2 separate regions of the Mus musculus genome follow, and region 1 is linked to region 2. The links are chromatin contacts, called in public HiChIP or PLAC-seq maps. All regions are on one chromosome and are shown on one strand. The core of a region is the stretch at or near the end of the contact, and the rest is flanking DNA. Distances in the headings are between cores, read along the strand shown. Region 1 has its middle 150 kb from the start of Lurap1l. Region 2 overlaps Lurap1l (leucine rich adaptor protein 1-like).

Region 1 (4,580 bases), core at 97-2,596, 110 kb after region 2:
CCACAGTTTGTCTCTGCGCTCTAGAGAACCCAAAACAAGGGGATACTGAATGGAAGCTATTGCATGATAAGGCTTGGTTGCACAAGCATGAGAAAGCACAGATGATGTCTAGTTCCTTCTAGGGCTAGGAAGACTTAAGAATGGAGAAATGTCCAGCTGGACAGCAGAGTCTGGCCAGAAATTTAGTCTCAGGGAGAAGAGCCAATCAGATTACACCAACCTCTGGATTCCTTAAGCATGTTTAATCAAATGAGCTATTTCCATGATGCACAGTCTTTCTCTCTCTCTCCATGACTCCAAATATCACAAAAGTGCTGGGCCATGCTCAAGACCCTTAGTGCTCAAGGAAGGTACTACAGTACTGCTCCTGGTGCTGAGTTCCACCATTTTGGACAAAAGTTTCTGTGTGTTCCTAACTTAAGGATCCTGAACACCTACCTTCTTTGCACTGAGCAGCATCTTCTATGTATCTCCATAGACTTATGATAGATGAAGCCGACTTTACCTTCTGTCATCTGATAGTTATTTTTACCCACTTAGAAGGCTTAAGTGTATTCTCTAAAATGCTGGGGGAATAATGTGCTAGTGGAAAAGATGATTTCAATATTCGGGGGAAAGTACAGTTTTTGCTGCCAACTGGATCCCCTAATAAAACTGGAAAGCAAAGCAGTTGGCTGAGAAGCCAGGTGAGAACACTTGGGGGAAGCCAGGCCCCATCGGAGCCTCCTGTGAGTCTGGCACAGAGCTGTGTTGCCAGGACCCGCATGTGCATCTCTGGCTCACAGGAAGCCACACATGCTTTTGGAGAAAGCCAACGGAAAAAGAGCAAGGAACATTTGACAGCATTTGCATTCCTAGTCTCTGGATTTTGCAGGCTTAGTTCCATTATTTGGACTTAAAGTCTGGGTTGTGGTAATTCTTAAGCGCAGTCACCAGTGTTGATCACATGCTATCATCAAGTGAAACATGTTTTAAAGTAAAATGAGATATTAATGAAAATGAATCCAAATGCTTAATATGCCTGAGGTTTAAGGCATAGTGCAATCCTGTCAGTTTATTTCAATTTGGTGAACAAATCTTAACAGATTTTTCAATACTGTGCAAGCAAAATATTGATCGAGAGGAACATGCTCTTCTCAGATGTGAGGGTCGTGAGCACTGTACTTCTGACTGCTGTGTTCCTCAGCCCAGGGCCCAGACACTGAGGGGAAAATCTGCTTGGATGTACCAGCATTTGGTGCTGAAGTATGAGTTCCCAGCCTTGATGCCTGGAGTGTACAGATCAGAGCTGGGAAGACAGCCTGCATTCAAGTTAGAAGCGGGTGGCAGTCATGACTGGGGAATGTAAGGACAAGAAGCCAAAGAAAACAGAATGCTCAGACAGCCAATAAAGATGAAGGTCTAAGTAGACAGGGAAGGAAGGACTGCTGGGGTGAAGAACAAATGTTTGATTTTAATGCAGCTTCAGTACTTGGGTGGATTCACTGAGTGCTTATAGCTACAAGCAACAAAATTACTCTGCTAACTGTGATTTAAGCCCCAGGCTCACATGACACAAACTCTTGGCCTAGGCAGAAATCTTCACTGGCTTAGCTTTCTGCCTCTGCAGGGCTCCAGGTCCACATCGCCAATGGCCCTCTAGACATTCTTCTGATGGCTGTAGATGACTAGAGCCACAAGCCTTGTCAGCACATGATTGTGCTCAAAACCAGCAACTGCCCAGGACACAAAAAGCACCTGTAGTTCCCTTAAGTTGGGGAAGATGAAAACTTCTCCCAGAAATATATAGCTCGCCTACTAGATCAGGATCTCTGGTGACACTGGAGCTTTACTTGCATTGACCCCTTGCTCACTGCTCACTATCATTATCATCCTGCCTGGGAATGCATGAAAAGCTGACTATGACCATGAGAATGGAGGGCTCAGAGAGGATGCTAATAATAAACCCGTTCCTTCTGTGGTGGGGTTATGGTCTCACACCCTCTCCTATTCCTGTTCCTCTGGGAAACAGGATTGAGCTACAGCAGATTTTGTGGGTTGGATCTCATGTGGAGAGCTGAACCGCATCTAGGAAAATTTTTCCCACCGGGATCAATTAGGTAAGAATACTTGGCAGAAATGTATCCAGAATGTCCAAAAGCAATGAGGCCAAAATCTATAGTTGGGAAATATTTTAAGGATAATTTCCCATAATTGAGACTAGATCCCAATTGAGAATATTAACCAGTGTGAAGGATGTGGTAGATTAGATCAAGTGGTTAGTAAAATGTTTTAATAGTTTTTTTTCCTTAATGACAATATGTAAGACAGCATTCTACCTAATTCTCATAATTAATTTAATATTCACGTATTGTTTCACTTAAATTCTGAAACTCTGAAATGGACAGTACAGATGGCCCTGGTAGCAGGTGAGAAAACTGCTATCTGTTAGAAATCTGTTAGAATCTTCCCAGTGTCACATGAGCAGCAAGTCATGGAGCTAAGACTCAATGCAGGAAACAGATTTCACCAATCATAACTTTGTTCCAGTATTCAGGGAATCAGAAATTCTAGAGTACTGATGGGGGACCTTGATCATTATGGTCATTGTGCTATTGAGTGTTTTGAAAAGCCAACCATCTTCAGGTGGTCAGTTGTCATTCTTCTGTTGTTAGAATGGATGTGAAACATCTAAATATTTTAGTATCTATCTTAAAGTAGCAGGATCAGGAAAGCACATTCACATTACATGTACTAAATACAGATAGAATTTTAAACTAGGACATTTTTATAATTTTCCAGAAGTCTTAGGTATGACTCCTAATGTGAATAACATGAGGGGCTGCCCTGCCATTCCACCAAGAGATGGGTAGGTAGCGGTTTCTATCCAGTCACCACTTGTGGCATTTGGAGACACAGGAAAGTGAACCTCCCACTCTCAGTAGGAAGCGGAAATAACCTTGATCCAAAGAACAAGATGAAGCTGGGAAAGAGATAAATTTGGTCTCATTTATATGGTCTCACATTCATCATTGCTGATTAGCCTTACTCAGTGGAGAAATGCTTGGGTCAGTGGAGGTAGGACAGCAGCCTACAAGCCAAGAAAAAATATGAAATGAGCAGAGGGATGAGAGTGAGGGCTATGCTCTAGGAGACTGGCACTAGCATAGCAGTGCTTCGAGAAGATGAGTTAGTCATGAAGTGAAGCATTCCTTCTGTGATCTGTGGGTAAATGGAAATAGCCAAGGCTGAGTAGCTTCTACATTCTCAGTCATGATCAAGAAGCACTGACTATCAATGAACCAGGAAAGCCCCCATTCCAAGTGGAAATATGAGTGATCTAGTAATTCGAGTGTTTAAATGAATATTCCCAGGATCAAAATGTAGCAAAGATAGCTTAGCTGATAATGTGATGGCTATACAAGTAAAAGGACCTGAATATGTTTCCCAGGATTTGAAAGGGGGGGGGGGATTGAGAATACACCATTCCTAGAAGAATGTTGATGTTGGTTACAGAAGATTCAGAGAATCAATTCCCCTGAGGGCATCTTCAGGGGAAGTAAAGCTGATAGTGGAGGTATAGCTTTAATCCATTCTCTGGGAACCTAGGAAATTTCCATTCCTCTTAATAACGTACCTCTCAGGCTCTATTTTCAGATTGCTTCCACTGGGGCCTTGTCAGTTTCCCAGATGATGAATACCCACATGGATAACCATAGATCCAATGATCAGCATGTGGAGTCCTGGATTCTCATGTGACGTCGATGTAAAGTACTAAAATATACAGACCAATACATCTCCTTGTGACACAGTGCTTGCATTTCTGGAAAGTTGTAGAAGATGGAGAATATGAACACACTAAAAGCAAATCTGCAAGTGTAGACCAAGAAGGGAACAAGTAGATACCACTGATAACAACCAATAGAGGTCACTAATTGTTTTAAGTTTTTTTAAATTTATAGCATTTTTTTTTCCAAAGAAAATTTACACAGATGAGAAAATTTACTCAGGAAATGCAAGTCATCAACTAAAAATGATAAAGCTTTCATTTTAATTAGATTTTAGTTACATTTAAAAGAATGAGGTTTGGATTCAACTCATCATACCCATGATCCCAGGATTGCTAAGAATGCAGTCTACTTGGCTTTAACTCTTCCTGTCCTCTAGATTCTTGCTATTCTTTAATGTGGGAAGAGAATAGTTCCCTGACTTCAAGCTTGACCTGTGGCTTCCAGTGATGCTGGAATGTCAGGGAGAAGAGACAATCTGCTAGTTTCTCATTATGTGGATCTTCTCTCCCAGTGGGCCTCTTCCTCTCTACATAAAGACAGCAAACAAAGGATACTCTTCACTCTCTCAAGCTCAATCAAAGACATTAAGAAAAGAGGATCCCAACTAGCATCATGTATCCATACTTAGCTACCCTGCACCCCAACAAATACAAAGTATAAAACACGCAGAGCAGCACAGCTGAACTCACAGATCTGTGAGCAGGAAATAATGCAGGAAGATTCTAAAGTTTTTCAAGTGGGTTCTGTTGCACCGAAAGGCTGAATCATACATCAACTATCTGAGCAACTATCTGACAAGCTCGTTAGGAT
Region 2 (4,150 bases), core at 162-2,661:
GAAACTTAACTCTAGTCCTTTGGAAGAATGGCCAGTCCTGTCTATCACTGAACCATCTCTCCAGTCCTCTCAGTTCTTTGGTTAACTGAAAAATTGATTGTATTCTTCCTTGAACTTTGTCATGCTAATCCATAACTTTTGCATTCTGTCAGAGGAAAAGGACCCTTTGGGGCCAGTGAGATGGCTCTGGTAAATGTCAATAAATAAGTTTTCTGCCAATCTCAATGACCTGACTTTGATCTGTGAGACTCACATGGTGGGGCTGATGCTTGAATGACTTTTACTTATGTCTAGGACACCTATAACCCCCACCCTCTACACAGATCAATACATTAGTAAATAAATGTATTTTGAAAGTGGTTTTGAAAAGAATTGTTTGGAAGAAAATATACCTTGAAAACTGTATTATTGGGAATTGCTGCTCTTTCTAGGTCCTTCATTTCAAATTTTCTATAAACCCAGTCCATCACTTGTCAGAAACAACAGGAAAGTTTCAGCACTTTCCCCAGAGGCCAAAGGTGAGTTTGGCATAACCCTTAGGGTTGGAAGACTCAGCCTAAAGACAAAATACACAGCAGGAATTATAAAGATCAGAATAGGGTGTGGGGAATGAGAAGAGAAAGAAGATACTGACATCACTTTGAATCAGTTGGTCCAGACACTTGTACTGGGGAAGGAAAGATGAGGTTTGTTTGGTTTCTTTGTTCAATTCCTTTCACTGGGTGTTTGCAGAACACCTGTGCTGTGCTAGGACAAGTTATCACCCCTGAGCAAACAGAATCATGTGTGCACTGTGACTCAGAGCTTGAAGTCCGCTTCCCTTTTGAATGCTATCTTATACTCTGTAAATTTAAGGTAGGGAGAGTCTATACCAGTTACTCAGTGCCAGAGTCACGTGAGTGAATAGACACAGGATTATCTGCTGGGGAATGCTTCAGTCCTATGGTTTTTTATTCCTGATGACTTTTTTCTTTTCAAGTCCTATACCACCAGCCCACACAAAGCCCCAGTGTTCTGAAGGGGTCCAATCTGGTGCATAGCTGGTGTCCAATTATTGGACATATTTTGACCAAGTAGCTATTATGTGCCACGTACTCCTCTAGGACTTAGCAAGCAGTGGTAATTAGGCAGACCAAGTTCCTAGTACTCAGAAACTCCTTTACACACAAGTAATAAATTGGTTTCAGCAAGTCATAAATATTAGGCAGGAAACAATAGTCATGAAACTCGGTCTAACTGGGCTTGACGACTGGGCATGACTAATCAGGAATGGGTTCGACGTGCTGATAACATGGAAGCTCTGAGCTTGAGGAGGGCCCCAACTGGCAATATGCTCAGAATAAAGTCACAGGACTCTAACAGCCTAGATGAGAAAAGCACGGGCTCCTGCCACTGTGTAAAGCTACTCTGTTTTTGGTGCAGTTATGGCAAGGACTGAGATGAATCATAGCATGAAAAGGGTCGGGCAGTCATTGGAGTAGCACTGTGACTCAGTTTTTGGTGGATTACTAATTCTCCCAAGGTTCATCAATACTGTAACCATACCTTAGTTCTGGAAGAAAGCCACGAGTAACAGACAAGAACTCCTGGAACAGACCAGCAGCCAACCACAGAAATCAGCACACCCAGCAATCTGGAAGAGACTGTTTACTGTCCCGGGGGACAAAGGGATAGACACACATCTATAATCATTATTTATGTGAACAGGTTTTTAACCATGATACTTCCCCCGCCCTCCCCAACAGTGACTCAATAGACTCTGAATGTTTTGCTTTTAGCAGCAAAAGATTTCCTTACTTGAATCATTTCATGGTCAAAGGAAGCTTTTGTTCCTTCATAGTCTGCTTTCTTTTTCTTCTTATTGATCAATTAAATTGAAAAATATATATATATATTAGATGCTACCACTATACAAGACCAAAATTGCTGATAGAAAATTAACCCTTGACTCATGTTATTTCTGAAAGCCTGAGTTTATTAATTTATTAAGAGCTGATATGTCAAAGATCTTAAAATATGGCTAAAATTTTAAAAAGTGTTTAGGAAAGACTTTGCAATTTAGTAGAGCAGTAAGAATGGCTTTCCTAATAACAATATGAACTAACCAATACCCACAGAGCTCGTGTCTCTAGCTGCTTATGTAGCAGAAGATGGCCTAGTCAGCCATCATTAAGAAGAGAGGCCCCTTGGTCTTGTAAACTTTATATGCCCCAGTACAGGGGAACACCAGGGCCAAGAAGTGGGAGTGGGTGGGTAGGGGAGCAGGGTGGGGGAGGGTATGGGGGACTTTTGGGATAGCATTTGAAATGTAAATGAAGAAAATACCTAATAAACAATTGGGAAAAAAAAGAATGACTCTCCTAAGGGGCTTATTTGCCTAACTGAGACATATATACACACATATTTGTAATATATATCACAAATCAGTCTACTATGCAATGGCACAAAATTCAGCAATGTCGTAAGATAGAAACCTAAAGTGCTACAGAAGCTTCTTGGATCAACATGGGGGACTAGAGTCAGTAAGCTGGGAAAAGTCCACCAAGAAAAACGAGGAGGGTTTGGAGAAATGATAAATGATGATGGTCCGTAAATGCATGCTCAGAGCTCAACCCAGGTGGGGTGTTTTTATGGGTGAAGCAGGCATTTGGGAGCAGGCATCTGTTTTCCATTTGCAAAGTTGTTGGGAGAAGATCCTGCTGGTCTTGCTCCATGCGTGTAATGGCATGGGAAGGTCCTTCAGCTTCAGAGGCTGGCTGAAGAGTACCAGTGTGACCCAGTGGTTTTCTTTGCTGATCAGTGGATCCATGTGCATTGTTATATTTGTAGATACTGGTATTATTTGTGATTTGAACTCTGTCTTGATGACCTATAAGGTCTGTGGGTAAATTTGAACACAAAGACTTTCAGAAAGTCTCTGTCTTGGTCATAGTCATTGCAAGGTTATTGAAGCAGCATAAAGTAATTAAAAAATAAAGTTTGAGACTTGCTGAGTTCATACCCTTTTGTTTGGAACATCATAAAAAGTACTGATTTTAACCTGTTACTGCTTGTATAATTATGCATATTACTAAGAAGATGCAGAAGTTGCCCCAGTACAGGGGAACACCAGGGCCAAAAAGGGGGAGTGGGTGGGTAGGGGAGTGGGGGTGGGTGGGTATGGGGGACTTTTGGTATAGCATTGGAAATGTAAATGAGCTAAATACCTAATAAAAATGGAAAAAAAAGAAAATTCAAAAAAAAAAAAAGAAGTTGCTTTAATATCTTAGAGAATTTTAAAAGTGTGCCTTGTACTTCTTAGTTTTCCATTTATGTTTTTGTTACTTTTTGTAAATTGTACTCTAGAGTGGAACTGTTTTCTTTCTTCTCTGTCTGTCTATCCATCTGTCTATCTCCCTGTCTGTCTCTTCTCTCTGTAACTTTGCCTACCCATTAGTGTTGAACCCAGAACACTATGGGCAAGCACTCTATACACCTAACACTGTTCCCACTGGCTCTCTGGTGAAGGAGATTTTATCCATCCCTGTTTGTTCACACATTCACTTTTCACCTTCAGTTATGAATTCACTCCTCAGCAGGAAGTCCTTTTGCATGAAAGCACATTTCTGATGACAATAGGTTTCTGTTTGTGGTTTGAGTCACTCAAGAATGAATGCCTTTGATAATTCTTGAGACCTACATATCTGAATTAGCTCTAGGTCTTAAAGAGAGAATTGGCATGGCCAGTCTTTGGGGTTACTATGGCCAGTGGAAGGATGGGATTTATTTTCAAAACTGTAATGAATGTGAGTAGGCCCTCTTGTGGCCAGCCAGTTTGTTTAACCTTAAAAGCAAATGAATTATCCTAGTGTTCTTTATGGAGATGCAGTTAGAAGGGTTGCCAGTTTCTACTTTTTCTTAACTTTGTTTTTTTGCCTGCGGTTTTCAGTTCTTTTTGAAAGATGAAAGCAATAATGCCTACAGGACAGGGTAATTAGATTTTTGTAATGAATGTTGTTGGTTTTGTTTTCACAATGTTGGATGTTATCATTTAATAAGCAGAGGTATCTATAAAATTAATGAGGACTCCCTAATTTCTTCACTTTCTTGGTTGTCACACCCAGTTCCACATTAGTACTGATAAGTTAATCCAGAAAAAGAATGCATTTCT

What was found. HiChIP or PLAC-seq counts read pairs in DNA pulled down with a chosen protein or histone mark.
Region 1: a contact with region 2 is called in a CTCF HiChIP or PLAC-seq map of the NIH/3T3 cell line, with 17 read pairs. The contact joins two enhancer-like sites. A contact is called at or near these places in 2 of 15 datasets of contacts at CTCF or cohesin (both in the NIH/3T3 cell line).

The regions. Positions count from the first base shown.
Region 1 is chr4:81,058,260-81,062,839 of GRCm38.p6, forward strand. No RefSeq gene overlaps it. Among named protein-coding and RNA genes, the nearest start is that of Lurap1l, 150 kb to the left of the region's middle. Within about 2 kb of position 1,347, at least 45 of the 459 cell types and tissues checked have an H3K27ac peak or open chromatin away from gene starts, as enhancers often do. A contact at or near this core is called in the NIH/3T3 cell line, where this site is marked.
Region 2 is chr4:80,949,085-80,953,234 of GRCm38.p6, forward strand. All of the region lies in intron 1 of Lurap1l (leucine rich adaptor protein 1-like), which reads left to right. Among named protein-coding and RNA genes, the nearest start is that of Lurap1l, 40 kb to the left of the region's middle. Within about 2 kb of position 1,412, at least 84 of the 459 cell types and tissues checked have an H3K27ac peak or open chromatin away from gene starts, as enhancers often do. A contact at or near this core is called in the NIH/3T3 cell line, where this site is marked.